Regions from separate parts of the Drosophila melanogaster genome. Here regions 2, 3 and 4 are each linked to region 1. The links are chromatin contacts, called in public Hi-C maps. All regions are on one chromosome and are shown on one strand. The core of a region is the stretch at or near the end of the contact, and the rest is flanking DNA. Distances in the headings are between cores, read along the strand shown. Region 1 holds the start of myo (myoglianin). Region 2 holds the start of CaMKII (Calcium/calmodulin-dependent protein kinase II). Region 3 holds the start of Abcd1 (ATP binding cassette subfamily D member 1). Region 4 holds the start of Rnf11 (Ring finger protein 11).

Region 1 (3,716 bases), core at 3-2,502:
AATATTAAAATTATTGGCAAAATTTGGACAATATAATATTTCGGTTTTAAATTGATAGACTTTTGACGATCATATCATATAGCTAACTGTTGAAAAAAATTATAGACTCGTTGTTTTCAAATAAAAAGAGTTCTTCTTCAGTATGCACATTTTTTTGAAAATATATAATTTAGGTTTTTAATCGATCAAAATCAGACGACCATACACTTATATACCTGCCATAGGGAAAAATGGCTCTATGGCTATAAAGCTTAGGAAAAAACACTGACAATTGTAAAACCATTTTTCGTCACAAATCGGCACGGTGAGGCTGCGATCGTCACTTGATTTGTGTGCTCGTGAATATTCTAAAACTCGGAATAACGGAATAATAACCTTCAAAAACTTGTTTCAGGCTACGAAAAAACTTACTTTGAATATAGTAGAAGTATAAAATCCTGCAGCACCGGATATAATGATTTTTAAAAATTAAAAATCATATCTGCATTGTTTGATCCGCCTTGGAAGCGCGATGCGCCAGCAGAAAATGACCACCCTAATGTGCACACAGTCGTAAAAGTTAGTTCAAGCTACATATGTACATGCACATATGCAAAGCCCGTTCATAAACGTTTCACATGAGTCCTCTTTATGACCACTATTGTATTCAATTAAAACCATTTATAAACATAATAAATTATTGTGCTCTTGAACTTCAGTTCATCGCTGAAAGTGCATTATTCCCCTTTTACAAGCAGAACAACGTAAATGAGATATATCATATGTATGTACATACGTAAATTATACATACATACAGAATAAATAGCATGCATATAAGCACATATGTACATTTTTAAAGCTGTGTATGTACAAAGTTATGTACATTTAGCGATAACAAACTTTTTAAACACCTACCAATTGTACATAAGTAGATATATACTTATCTATCGGTATTTATTTTATTTTTATACACTTGTACAACCAAAATCTATTTTGAAACTAGGCAATTGTGTGTTTTAATATATGTATAGTATATATTATTAAATGTTTTATATTGAAGTAACAGTGGGCCTACGGTTTCGAACATTATTCTTTTGCAATCCGCTTTTGTTAAATTTATTATTCATTGTCCAAAAACACATAGTTTGAAAAAATTGTGTATTCAATTGCGCACTAAATAATAATAATTTATTTCTCATAGAGAACCAATATTTGAAAACCCGCAGAGATTCTGTACTGCTGTGCGATTGAGCGACGAAGTAGAACTGAAAGCAGCTGATCAGATGCGATCGGATACATACGGCTCACCGGCAATTTCGTTTTAGTTGGCATAACAGGCCGCTTTTAAAAATGTATCTGCTGAAACGCATTGCAAGAGTAAACTTTAATTCATATTAACATTTTTATCGAGCAAAATAGCATTATATTAAAATGAAATATTTATTGAATATACTCCTACTTTTTTTTTTACAATTCTAGAAAACATTTTATTTATATTTCCACTGTCGCTAATAATCACTTTCTATTGTAAATCAATTTAATCCTTAAGCCGTTTTAACTCTTATAAGTTATGAGTGTAGACATTTTTACATTTCAAAGATTTCAAATAGACCCGAAGAAACTATATAAGATATATTTTTATTAGCAGGATTTGATTTGTCTCTATAATTTTGGTTCCCTAGTTGTTTTTTTTTATTACACAAAATTGAGTGCTATTATACAACAAAAATTACATGCGTATTAATTTGTACTACTGGAATGACTATATTGATACAAAGGAATTTTTAAAATTTAACCGAAGTTCCGCATTCTTGTCCTAACATTTCGTGTTTTAAATTAACGGCAAAAATGTCGTTACTCTGGAATTAATAAAAAGTACCCAACGCACTTACATAAGTATGCAAAAATAATTTTATGTGTATAAAAGAAACTTATATTAAATCAAGTACATATTCGTGCGGGTCCCCTTTGTTCCGCAGTCTTCTTATATAATTATTGCCCATTAATATGGTTGTGTAAGAAGGCAATCTGGGAACTCCATAAAAAGGGTAGGGACAATTACCGCGATGTCTAGTGTTTTCCAGATTAGCTGTCGATATATCGACGCCCGTACAGATGTTTAAGCCTTTCCACACATACATTTATGAGTTTCCTATCGATATGGAAGAAAACGATAGGTGTTCACACTGTACTAACTTATTTTTATTGCTTTGTATCAGCAATTCTGTTGTTTTACTTAAGAATAGCAATTCAAATGGAGAAGACTTCTTTTATGTATCAACAAAGTAACTGATAAGAGATTATTTATTGGATGGATTGTAAGCTACTTATTTTTTCCATTGTGGTTAACAATTTACGATTTTTTTTTGGTTATAATAAAGATTTAAATAAAATAATTTCAACAAGTGCGTCAATTTTCCTTCATCTACGCACATATAGATGGTAATCGTGCGATAAACCTAATATTACGAAAATGGCGATCACGCATTCAACCGATAAATACAGAACTAAAATACTTCCTGATCAAAAACAAGAATTTATAATTTTTTTTCTATTATTTCCACTACGTTGCAATTTTCTGACAGAAATCACTATACGCTCTGCAATGGTTTAACAATAGGAAACGCTTTAGTTGGCTTTCAAATATTTTTCACAACATTTTCAACGAGTAGATTAGTTGAACTATTAATAGCTCATTAATGGACCGATTCTTTAGGTCTGCTAAATTATCATTCTTATATCTGTGAATTTATTTATTTACTGCATCGAATTTTTGAAAATAACGTATTCTCTACGCAATCACTGGTATTGGGTTGCCATATCGATTTCTATATATGTTAAGAGTTGCCGTTTGTATTTTTACACGCCGAGAGTTGCCATCCTGATACGAGCAGATGCGTGCTGAAGTCCAATCGATACTACAAAATACCAAAATACACAGAAAATATAAACAATATTGCATAAACAATATTGTACGAACGTTCGTTTTAGTGTTTAATCACATACTGTTTTTCCCCCATCCGAAAATCGAAGAAAATGTGTGACAATCAATATCTAATAAAAGAATCAGGATACATGTGCGACCATTCGTAATATAAATATGTATGTATATTTTGTAAATATTATTCCCTACTAACTAAACCCATCTGTGTGAATTTTTCCCAAAAGCCCTCTTATTATTGCAGGTAGTACATATATTAGTCGAAATAATTATGATCCGAAAGTTTTTTAATAAGGCTTTTGACCGTAATTAATTTCGAATTGGTTTAACCAAAAAGTGACGACGGTCATTTAAAAGGTCAGAAATTTAATTTAAAATATTAGAAGAGAAACTCTAATATTTTTATTTTGTGTCATACATTGCACCCATTCGGAATATACCGTTTTTTTTTAAAATTATATGTAATGCCCTTTGGCTTGCCACTCACTCGGTGAGGCCATAAGATGTTCTCCGATCGCCACCGTGTTTAAGAGAGAAAGTTGCAGAATGAAGTCTTACAAGCACATTTCTAAAAAAGGGACAACGCTCTTAAAAGGAAATAGTTATATATACCGAGTAATGACATCTGTGATTAGTCTATGATTTATATTATAATATAGCTACGCAGATCGTAACTAACAGATACCCCTTACATTGCTGGTAGGAGTTTTTACTCCTACTCTCTTTTGAGAGATGGAGAAAAAATAAAAAGAAAAACACTCTTCGATATTGGTCGATAGCTTAAGCTGGTGGCGGT
Region 2 (3,562 bases), core at 79-2,578, 360 kb after region 1:
GTTTTTTGCCATATCCGGTAACAGCGGTACTGTTAGTTTTTAGTTTGTTGTACGTGTTTTTTTAAAACTAGACCCAATCACCATGAAAAAGAAGTGTTTCCCTGGAAAAGGTATATGTAGACCCTTAATTGCACCCTCGCAATTTTGAAATAACATACTTATAATATAATATTGTCAAGTCAAATGTTACGAAAAGTTTAAAATTTGTGATCAAAACTTTATTATCTTTGTTTTAAACCAGATATATTTAACTCTCATTGACATATTTCAATCAATTAAAAAAAGCGACAGGTGTTTTTGGTTAATTTCTTAAAAAAGAAAATCCTGATTATGAGAATGTATCTGGGAAGCAGTTATATATATACGTACATATATATGTAGGTATGTATCCTTTGCAGGTTACATGCGTTGAAGCTTTTTTTGATGAGCTTAATGGTAAAACGCCCCACCCCTTTTAGCAAGGATATTTCAGGGTCTTGGAAATTACTTGTTGCAAATTATACTTTTTCATTAAATCATATAAACACGCGCTATGTACGCGAATTAAATATACTATTTGGATGAGACCTTCAGAAATGTTTTACTAAACCCATTTTTCGGACTAGGAGGGACGATATATAGAATGTGAAACACTTTTTTAAAATTAAAAAAAAAGCATTTATCATAACTCGTAAGTATTTAGGTATGTTTTAAACTTTCTTGTAGATATCAAGAGTAATTTGTAAGATGTATGTATATTGTGCAATAACAATTACAAAATTTTTAAGTGTCATATATTTATATTTACTGCGTAACTGAACAAAGGCACAAAATGGGGTACATACTGATGTTGTATAAATGTCCTTTTAAGATATAAGTGAAGCGTGTGAATATATATATTAACTTTACAATATGCAATCGTTATACGCGCGAAAAAAGTATTTAATATTAGTTGGCATATACACAGTAAGAGACCATACATATATCAAATATATGTATATGTGTATACTCATGTATATATTAGAATCTGTGTTGACCCAGAATTGTATCAGGTATTATAGATACGTAAACTTATATAAATATACATATATATAAAAATACATAAGTGAGTACATATGTATGTATATTAAATCCAATTTGATACCTATACTTGATGTGTTCTTTTCAATTGCGAATAACAATATTTTAAACTTCAGGAGATCTGATAAATGTTTGTTCAAAATGCTTATAAGAGTATTTAAAAAGCTATATGTATATGTTTTTAACGAGCTGGGAGAACACGAAACACACAGCTAGATACCGAAATTTTTAGAACGTCTGTTTTCTTGAAAATCGAATTCAATACTGACTAACAAGATTTTGCGGCCGCGTTTGATTCGATGAACTGCTAGAGAGAAAAGCTTTTTCGTCTCATAATGTCGTTAAATCGAAAACTTTTGCCAACGACGGTTCGTTTCAGGAGCGTCTGCGCATTAATTTGTGCACATATCACTATACTGAACTACCTCCGCATTAAACATTATTGGGTTGATTGGAACTCTAAAGTAATATATTTCATATTATCTTTTTATTTTAGGCCGTGATTCCATAAAACTGCCCACATAAATGCTCCATAGTTAGACTAATAAGTACTCAAACCAACGTTTCACAACACTTTGTCATGCGCACCGTGACCTAAAATGTTACAAAAAGAAAAATAAATATTTAAATTTAAATTTAATTTTATTTAAAGTAAAATAAATGAAATCCTTAATTTGTAATCATTTCATTTCAGTCTGTTGGAGCTCTTCAATTTACAAATGAATTAGAATTTAAAACTGATATCTGAAACGCACAAGGTATGATTACATTAGCCGTTTTACCCCATTCGTCAATCTGTGTAAACCGCCTCGATCTCAAGAACTATAAATGCTAGGAAGTTGAAACTAAGCAAGTACATTTTAGAGACATAGACTCTTACTCTGACAAAGGAAAATTGACGAGTAAACTGTTTAAAAAAATTTGAGTTTTTCGTAACAACAAAAATAGTAAAGCCGCAATAAAAGAGATGACAGATGTATTTAAACTATTACAGGGCGATATCTTCCATTATGACCTCTTGATTTTCACAGACCCTAATTTCCCAATGCAATCTAAAACACTATAATCAAATATCGTAAAATATTTAAAATAAACCATATTTTCATTGTTATTATTCATAAATAGTTGCAGTACACATACAGTTTGTCAAAAAAGTGTTTAGACACTGTGAAAAAAGTTAAATTTTTGACTTTAAAGGTAAAAATTAAGAATTATTTGCTTAATTAAACGGAATTTTTTTATGAAATATAATTCAACAATATTTATTTTAACTATAAATAAAAAAATTAAAAATATAAAATATACAAGAAAATAAACAACAATTTCTTTACACATTTTGTTGTCCTACTTTGTTTTGTATGTTTTGTTGTATGTTCGTTTTTTTCTATTATACAATAACGGCAAGAGATACAGCATCTATCTATTTTATTTAGTCGAATTTGATTTATTGTTTTTGTAGTCTATCCAGTCGGAACTTCTGAACGTGTAATTTTTTTCCATAATATAGCCGCTTTGTAAAAGTATTCAATGGAAGGCTTTCTAGAGTGCTCTATTATAATGCATTTAGAATAACTCTATTTTAGATATGCTAAGGAAAATAAAAACCTTAAGTTTGCCGATTGCTCATATTTTTATTTTATATTTTTATATTTTTCGGGTGCAAGCCCGAACCCTGTATTGTCTACACAGTCTCCGCAGAATTGCCAGAATATTTTTCAGGTATATATTAATTTTACAATGTTCTTTTTTTTATATTGGGAATATATTTTGCATATATTTTGCATGCATTCCTCTTTTTTAACATACCTACATATGTACGGACATACATTGTTCTATTAGAACACTTATTAAATGAAACAAAATCAAAACCATATGTGTCCTTTCCTTACATTGCCTGGAGCTTTATTTTTGATCGCCATAGTAAGAAGAGCAAACAGAATTTCAAGAAACGGCAAAACATTTCAGGTGTTTAATTGCGCTTCTGTTCAGTTGCTCTTTAAGATCGTAAACGTGTTCTTAGAAATTTCGCGACGGCTTTCATGTTTTGCAAGTATTTTGCAAGTAGGTAGTATTCAATTATTATAAATCAACACGGCTACTTATACTAAAATGTATGGACTTGTAAATGAATAAAACAAAAAGGAAATATTTAATAACCCTTGGGAACACTTCCTCCTCCTTAGAAGAATTGATTCTGAAAAATATCCAGAAGCAATCCTGAGAAATGCTTAATGCTCTTCGGATGGCAATATAAATATTCTCGAATGTTTGTCTCGGAATACATCCAGGAGCTTTTCAGGGAATGCTTACAGAAGCCATTCAGGGAATGCCTACAGAAGCATTTCGGGGAATTACGAAGCGAGTCTTAAGCCCTGTAAAAAGGAATGGTAACTGTATTACTTGTGAAAGTAATTCCACTCGAAAAAAAATTATGAAAGAACGCGTTTCGGAATAATTCGAATACCGATTAGGTTATATCTTTTGTCATGCCGAAATCATAACT
Region 3 (3,832 bases), core at 1,170-3,669, 500 kb before region 1:
AAGACGACCTTCCAAAGGATCTTTGATTTGATAGTAGGTGTTTTATCTTCTTTTATTTTTGAAAGTTCTATCTTCCAGCTATGTTAAAACCGTTACTCAAAGAGTAAAAGGGTATACTAGATTTATTGAAAAGTATGTAAAAGGCAGAAGGAAGCGTTTCCGACCATCTTAAGTATATATTTACACTTCTGAACAATTTTTTAATTTTTCTCTCACTTTTTTCCCCCATATGTATCGATATCACAGAAAAATGATTATATTCCGCGTTCGCATTCACACTAGCTAAGTAACGGGTATCTGATGGTCGGGGAACTTGACTATAGCATTCTCTCTTGATATTATTTCGGAGGGTAACAGAACTGCTTTATGGTAAAAGTACAGTTTCCCAGAAAAATTTCCTCAAATTGTACAATAAAAAACTAAATAAAAAAAATAATAATAAAAAACTACATATATTCTTTATCGCGGAATAAAATGTAAGATTTAAAGTCACTTGGAAATCCATATTAAATATTTTGTATATAATTTAATTCGAAATTGATCGAGTCTTACGGCAATTCAGAAGGGAATTGCTAATGGATGATCCAATTATTGTTACTGACCGATGACCTGATATGATAGACGCATTTAACAGACTTTGCACTTTAAGCTATATAGATGTATGAATGTAGATAGTAATGGGTAGTGAGTTAGTTGTTTTTTTATTTATCTTCTTCCCTAAATGTTTTTAGCTGTCGAGAACAGAGTGGGCTTAGTTTAAAATTTTAAAGCTTTTCTTGTTATTATTTTAAGTTTTTTTGATTTACAACTAATTTGGTAGTTGATAACCTAAAGGTACATAAATGAAACATTACAAATGTTTCAATGTACATGAATAAAACATTAAAAATGTCGGGCACTAAGAAATAATTGATACTCGACAACTGTAGCAGCTGACGGCAAACAGCTCTATGTCTTTCAGAGATAAACTGTTTAATAGCAAACTTGTAAGTATTGAATAACATATCGCAGAAATGTTTGTCAGATATTAAAGAACTCCGGGGACAGATCGGCTTTTTATTAAATTCATCGAATCTTTTTATACAGGCAAATTGTACCTACAACCTGTACCTATAAATATGTACGTACATACATACATATGTGATTTGTCTTATGCTTTATGTTTGCAATACGAAAACCACGGGACAAATCTCAATCTAAATTGTATTACCCAAATGTAACAATTTAACTAAAGAGAATGCTATAGTCGACTTCCCCGAATATCAGATACCCGTTTCTCAGCTAGTGTACATGCGGACGGAAAATTAATCAATTTTCTGGAGATATTGTGGAATAAAATGAGAAAACAATTAAAAATGTTAAAAAGTGTGGTCGTGACCGGTTTGGCAGCCTTAGGGCGTTAGAGGTTAAAAGTTATTTGACAAGAATAATAAATTAATGACAAAATTTACAAAAATTTTTCAAAAATGTTGGTCCTTTGAGCGTTTTTAGGGCGTGGCAACATGCGTCTCTAGAATCTATATGCTGAACCCTTTAGCTTTTATATTTCCTGAGATCTCGACGTTCATACTTTCAGACGGACATGGGCAAATTGACTCGGCTATTAATAAACGGATGTTTTACTGGCAGTAAAACTTACGAGCGTAGGTAGGTTTTAATTTATACATAACATTTCAAACCCTTTGTTCACATTTCAATGTTTACTGTGAATAATACTCCAGCGATAATTAAATTTTAGAAAACATATTCGTTGAATGTATAAGCATACATTATTTTTATATATACATAAATATGTATATGCATGTATGTATATTAGATTGCTAGGTTTGGATTTTTACTGAAGTACGATACACAGTTTGATTTCGTGAATCATTATAGTTTTCCTAAAGATTAATAAAAAAAAAAACACTTATAGCTACTACTACTTGCACAACTTTTTGTTAGAAAATTTTATACGTCAGGAAAATAAACTATGAATGACTACTTGACGGCAATGTTTATAAACGATTTGTACTGTTAGAATAGACAGTCCCCGAAGGATACTGCCAGGCAAGTGAAAGAATCTAAGGCTATGACCGAACTGCACAAGAGCTTAAAGCTTGTTGTTTTCAGTAAAAGTATGTACATAGCCATACCTAGGTGCACAGTTAGTATGTGTGAGGTATGGATTGCTGTAAGCGTTCTTTGCCATTTCAGTTACATTAAACGTCAATAAACTGAAAAAAATAACCATACTTTTTTATACGCATATACAAACACGTACATTTTGGCATTAATCGTCCATATAATCAATAACATTTTACGATGGCTTTCGATGGTTTCAAAAATAATAGATATATATATATATAGAGTTATTAGTTGTAAAAGGCAGGTTTCGTAGGTTTGGATTAATTTTCAAATAGAAAAGTAACTTACTTAGTAATGTCTCAAACTTTTCCAATCAAAATTTTATGTGTGGCTATGTGCGTAAAGATAGCGTCACATGCTTAGTAACAATTATGGAACGGTGGAAATAAAATACGTGGGCCCTTTAAAATTGTTTTTAATTAAAAAAGATTGGACAAAAGTTCCTTTTAAAAGTATCCTGCAAATTGTAGTGTGAGTACACTTTTAGGGATGGCTTCCTTCATTCTTGTATTGTTGTACCAATTTGGAACAGCAAAAAAAATGACTGAAAATATATAAAGTTAACATTTACATATCCTAAAATACTTCCGTTGATTTTGTCTCCAATGTCAATAAAGCAACCGAGAACTTTGAGAATAATGAGAAGGAAAGATATCGTTTATTCCAGGATTCAGTTTTTCTAGTTACTATATTCCATTCAGCATCAGAACCAAAATCGATCCCCGGAAAAGTTTAAATTATTCATTTGGAAGTTAACATGTCGATAACAGTAACGCCTAAATAACCTAAACAGCTACTTTTTTGGTTTGGCATATCTGCCTCGCACTCGCAATTTTAATGCAATTTTCATTGCAAAACAGCAATATATACTCATATTTGCATTCTATGAAATTTATTAATAATATTAAATAAGTTAGTTTTGATATTGGCAATACTAACAACAAAAATTTGTATATACATAAACAATATAATTTTTCGTTTCCGCAAAATAGAAAATAATTTAAAACAATAAGTGCTGTAAGGAACAAAAGAAGATTTTAGACAAATAAAAGGTAAAAAATAGTATTATACATAATACATAGTAGTTGTGGCAGCACGTTGCATATAACTGTGTCTCAAATGTACAAACGATTACGAACTTTCACTATCACATCTGCTAAAAAACCATTTGATAATGGAACTGGGCTATGACAATGATCGATATTTTATGAAAAAAAACGTGTAATATCTATATATATTAATACGAACACACAAAGATAAAATGTTTTTTCCAAGACTTTAAAAAGTGGTTGAACAAAAGTTTGTGAACATTTTAGGATAAGTGCCAATATTATACATAAATCATTCGACTATCTATCACTCTTGGCGCTTTGGAAGATAGACAGGACTTCCTAATAATAACAAAGCTCACAAAAACCTTATTCAACGCTAACAACTCCCCAATCATAAAAAATATTAAAATCATACCGCTCATCAAAACGTCCCCCATACAAATCAGCAATAGACCGAATAATAGAAAAAGCAAAGCCCATTAACTACCATTTAAACAACAAAAAATACCCGCGCAGTCCTTACCTCCCTGGAACACCAATCTCTCCAAAATTGACACAACACTCAATAAGTTCAACGAAAGCAACACGACCCCACAACTTTTCAGGAGACTTTTTACAGAAAAGCAAACGAACGGTCTTCGCAGCAGAGCTTC
Region 4 (3,591 bases), core at 197-2,696, 380 kb before region 1:
AAAGTCCAATGGTCTGTGAGTAATCTGGTTGCTCCGGAACTGATGTCCGTTTTTGGGATTGGCCACTCCCCACATACAATGATCGAATGCCCTCCGGAATAATAACAACGAGAGCAGTTCCCACTAACAATCCAGCTCCCAGCACAGTGACACATTTTAGCTTTTCCTTTAATGACATTTATTAAGTAGAACAAATTAATGCACTAGTGGTGCTCCAAATACCTCACATTAAATTTTTTTTGTATTTAAAATGCCATTGTTTAGTACCGACCTCGCTTAATTTCATCAGCATCGGTATGCTCCCTGCCAAATAAGACCCCACAAGCATAACCAACACTAATAAAATGAGAATTATTGTCTCCTCAGCCATGATTGCCCAACTTAATTTTAATGAGCATAATACCATCAAAGCTACATGTTTTTGCCAACTCAATCGCTAGAGATGAGCCTTATTAACATTTTAACAACGCATATAGCAGCAACCAACTGTGGAACTTATACCATATTCTACAATAACACTTCAACCAAATTAACATCTCATACCACAACAGAACTATACAATTTGTTTTCTTCTCATCCCGTTAAAACTCGCGATCCTACAGACGTACGAAATTTTCCCAGACTGTGAACAATACCTTTAAGTTATTATATTTCATGTCTTACCCACTGGCTTATTATACAAACTTATTGAAAACGGTTTTAGATGGTCCGATACAAATGTATGATACCATTTTTAATTTATATATAATATATATAAAACATATATAATATAATATAATATAATATATATAATATAATATAAGATAATATATATAATATAATATATAATAATATATATAATATTATATAATATAATATAATATATATAATTTATATATAATATATATTTAGAAATAGTACCAAGCATTCTCAACCGACTTTTAACCGATTTTTTATTTGCTCTCATGTGAAATTTAAAAAAAAGAAAAAACCTTTAATGGTTTTAAGAATAATTGTTCGAATGGAGCTAGTGAACCAAATTTTCTTTAAGCTATTGTTTATCGGAAAATTTAACTTGTTCGCAAAACCTATAGTAGTTGCTCTACCTTTTACTGGTTATGATCGGTCACCAGTTAATTTTAATATTTTAAATAAATTCTGTAAATATATTAAAGTGTGCGGTATATAGTATTTTCCTGGTGTCACCGTGTGTTATCCTACAATAATTGCTCATTTGGCTTATCTATATATCGTCAGAAATCACATAACATAAAAAATTCTAGATCCTTATAATTTATTTATTTAATAAGTTATTTAGGGATACATCACTCTCTCGTACTACATGGAGGGTTGTATTCCGTATTATGATTGTATAGCGCAACGTGAGAATGTAATTTATCTCAGTGCACAACGTGTATTACACCATTTACATAAACAGTTTGGTAACCTAAGGTCATACTATTAACAGCACTGTTGATTTTGGTTTATTTATTGTCAAATAGGTAAAAAGTCTAAGCATATGGAATAAATCAGGCTTTATTAAATCGAATCTAGTCTAATTTCAAAGAAAGTCACATTTAATGTTTTTTTTTTTTTAAATCAACTAACTAAATTGTTTCTGTTTATTATGAAAGTTGTGTATACATATGTGCATTTTATATACATGCATGCGTACTTATTAATTTAAGATTTCTTGGGGATTGGTACTAATTGGTACTGTATATGTGAGTTTTAAACGTTTCATTATTTTGCTAATTTCCGATAAACTTATAAAATTAAATGAAAATAGAATAAGTCGTCCAAGGTTTTTAAGAATAGATGGATCACGAATATTTGCACCTTCATCTGGCGTTCAGAATTGGCAAAAACAGGATTCTTCCAACGTTGAGTGACGAATCGTAATCAAACAAATACATCCATATAATTTAATGAATATCTCGTTTTGTAACACTATTTTTTTATTAGTTACTACAATTTGCTCAGTGCGGAGTAAAGGTAATGCATCAATAAATAAACAATCGTTGTGTGATGTACAAGTGTTCATCGCAAAGTTTAAAACGAGCCAAGCCAAATCGCGTATGAAATAGTATAATAAATCTTTTAGCGATTGGTACTTCCCCTTAACAAGCGTGTGTATAAATATCCTTAAAAGTAAAGTCCAATGTCAATGTAGTGTAAAACATACACGATAAGGATATTCAACAGATTGAAAGTATCTAGACGTCCATATGAAAAAAATATCATCATATCATATATCAATTTCCAGTTTTTAAGGAATGGAAAGTTTTCTTCAGTTTTTTCCGTTAAGAAACAAAAATTTTTTTAAGTAAAGGTGTAGAAATATTAACTATAACAGATCCTAGATTTTATATCATTATACGCGGTACTCGTTTTTTTTTGAATATTTTTATGTCTTGGCAATCTTTTATCGATAAACAACACATCGAGATTTTGCAGATGTGGGGTGATATGAAGTCAAAAAACATATGTTACCCATCAAACTACGATGCAAGTTTGGTAGAAAAACACTATTTACCTTCGAGACCAATTTTGCTCCTTGGCCCAACCAGTTTCCACTTTTTATGTCTTCTTTAGTTTCGGCCAGGTCTATTGGCGGCAGGTATTTCCTTAATCCTTGTGGCCGCACAACTTTCAAGATTTAAGCTCTATGTGGGAGCTGCATATAGAGGTTTTGGTTTCCCAATCGGAAATTTTTGCAATCGTGATTTTTCTCGTTCGCTAAAACAAAAAAAAAAAGCTTTTCTTTGGCTCGGTCGCGTAAATGGTCTTCTTTGATCTTCCTTTTACTTTGTGTTTGTTATGTACAACTTTTAAAAAAAAGCTTACACTGCATTTAAATATAAAGTTTTACAACTTAACTAAAATACAAGATAAAACGAGCCGTATAAATTTTCTTTACGTGTGCATATATTTCAGTTAAATCTTCGAAAAACGCATGAAATGGGTAATTGCTTAAAAATTAGCACTTCAGATGACATTTCACTTTTACGCGGCAATGACAGTCAAATCAGCGGGACACAGCCAGTGTATCATGTAAGTACCAATGCACGGGTGCGAGTTTTAACGATAATCGTCGATTTAAAGAAGTCCAAAATTTACTAATTTGTAGTCTTTTAATCTTCAACAATTACATTAAAAATGTTTTTTATGAGTTTATCGAAATATTCTTGGTCAATAATTATTTTTAAAGCAAAGGTTTTGTATAAAACCTGGCCTTCGAAACTAATTTTTTGATTATTCTTAACGAAGATATTTGCAAAATAATGTATTTTTATACTCAGTTTTCTCTGTGACAGTTTCAAAAAAATTTCCCGAAAATAAAAGTGTTGAGAAGAAAAATTTTTCTAACTTGTAAGATACTATTAAATAGTAAAGTAAATGGCATCGCTATAAATTTTTGAGGAATTATGGATTACTTGGCAATCAAAAAAAAGGAAATTATTGGGCATTTTAAAGATTTCTTGGGGATTGGTACTGTATATGTAAGTTTTAAACGTTTATAAAATGAAATAATAAAAAATAAATAATAAATGAAAATAAATAAAAACGTCCAAGGTTTTTAAGAATAGATGGATCACGAATATTTATACC

What was found. A called contact is a pair of places that touch in the nucleus more often than the background predicts.
Region 2: a contact with region 1 is called in a Hi-C map of the Kc167 cell line, with 2.3 times the contacts expected there. The contact joins the promoter of CaMKII here to the promoter of myo in region 1. A contact is called at or near these places in 19 of 107 Hi-C or Micro-C datasets (the Kc167 cell line, the ML-DmBG3-c2 cell line, the OSC cell line and 9 more).
Region 3: a Hi-C map of the Kc167 cell line shows a contact between it and region 1, with 2.7 times the contacts expected there. The contact joins the promoter of Abcd1 here to the promoter of myo in region 1. A contact is called at or near these places in 10 of 107 Hi-C or Micro-C datasets (the Clone 8 cell line, the Kc167 cell line, the S2 cell line and 5 more) and 1 of 6 datasets of contacts at active chromatin or transcription factors (the Kc167 cell line).
Region 4: a Hi-C map of the Kc167 cell line shows a contact between it and region 1, with 2.8 times the contacts expected there. The contact joins the promoter of Rnf11 here to the promoter of myo in region 1. A contact is called at or near these places in 4 of 107 Hi-C or Micro-C datasets (the Clone 8 cell line, the Kc167 cell line, embryo and 1 more).

What each region holds. Positions count from the first base shown.
Region 1 is chr4:694,803-698,518 of dm6, forward strand. It overlaps myo (myoglianin), which reads right to left and starts at 1,253. Exons shown (of 5, transcript NM_166788.2): 1 at 895-1,253; 2 at 412-535. It overlaps ey (eyeless), which reads left to right and starts at 2,887. Exons shown (of 8, transcript NM_166789.2): 1 at 2,887-3,081.
Region 2 is chr4:1,052,375-1,055,936 of dm6, forward strand. CaMKII (Calcium/calmodulin-dependent protein kinase II) reads right to left here and starts at 1,329. Exons shown (of 15, transcript NM_166813.3): 1 at 1,124-1,329.
Region 3 is chr4:191,410-195,241 of dm6, forward strand. Abcd1 (ATP binding cassette subfamily D member 1) reads right to left here and starts at 2,420. Exons shown (of 10, transcript NM_166736.4): 1 at 2,136-2,420. It overlaps lncRNA:CR44441 (long non-coding RNA:CR44441), which reads left to right and starts at 3,323. Exons shown (of 1, transcript NR_123744.2): 1 at 3,323-3,832.
Region 4 is chr4:313,477-317,067 of dm6, forward strand. Rnf11 (Ring finger protein 11) reads left to right here and starts at 1,447. Exons shown (of 4, transcript NM_001272124.1): 1 at 1,447-1,481; 2 at 2,917-3,033. The coding sequence starts at 2,941. Zip102B (Zinc/iron regulated transporter-related protein 102B) reads right to left here and starts at 611. Exons shown (of 3, transcript NM_001297784.1): 1 at 272-611; 2 at 1-166. The coding sequence starts at 370.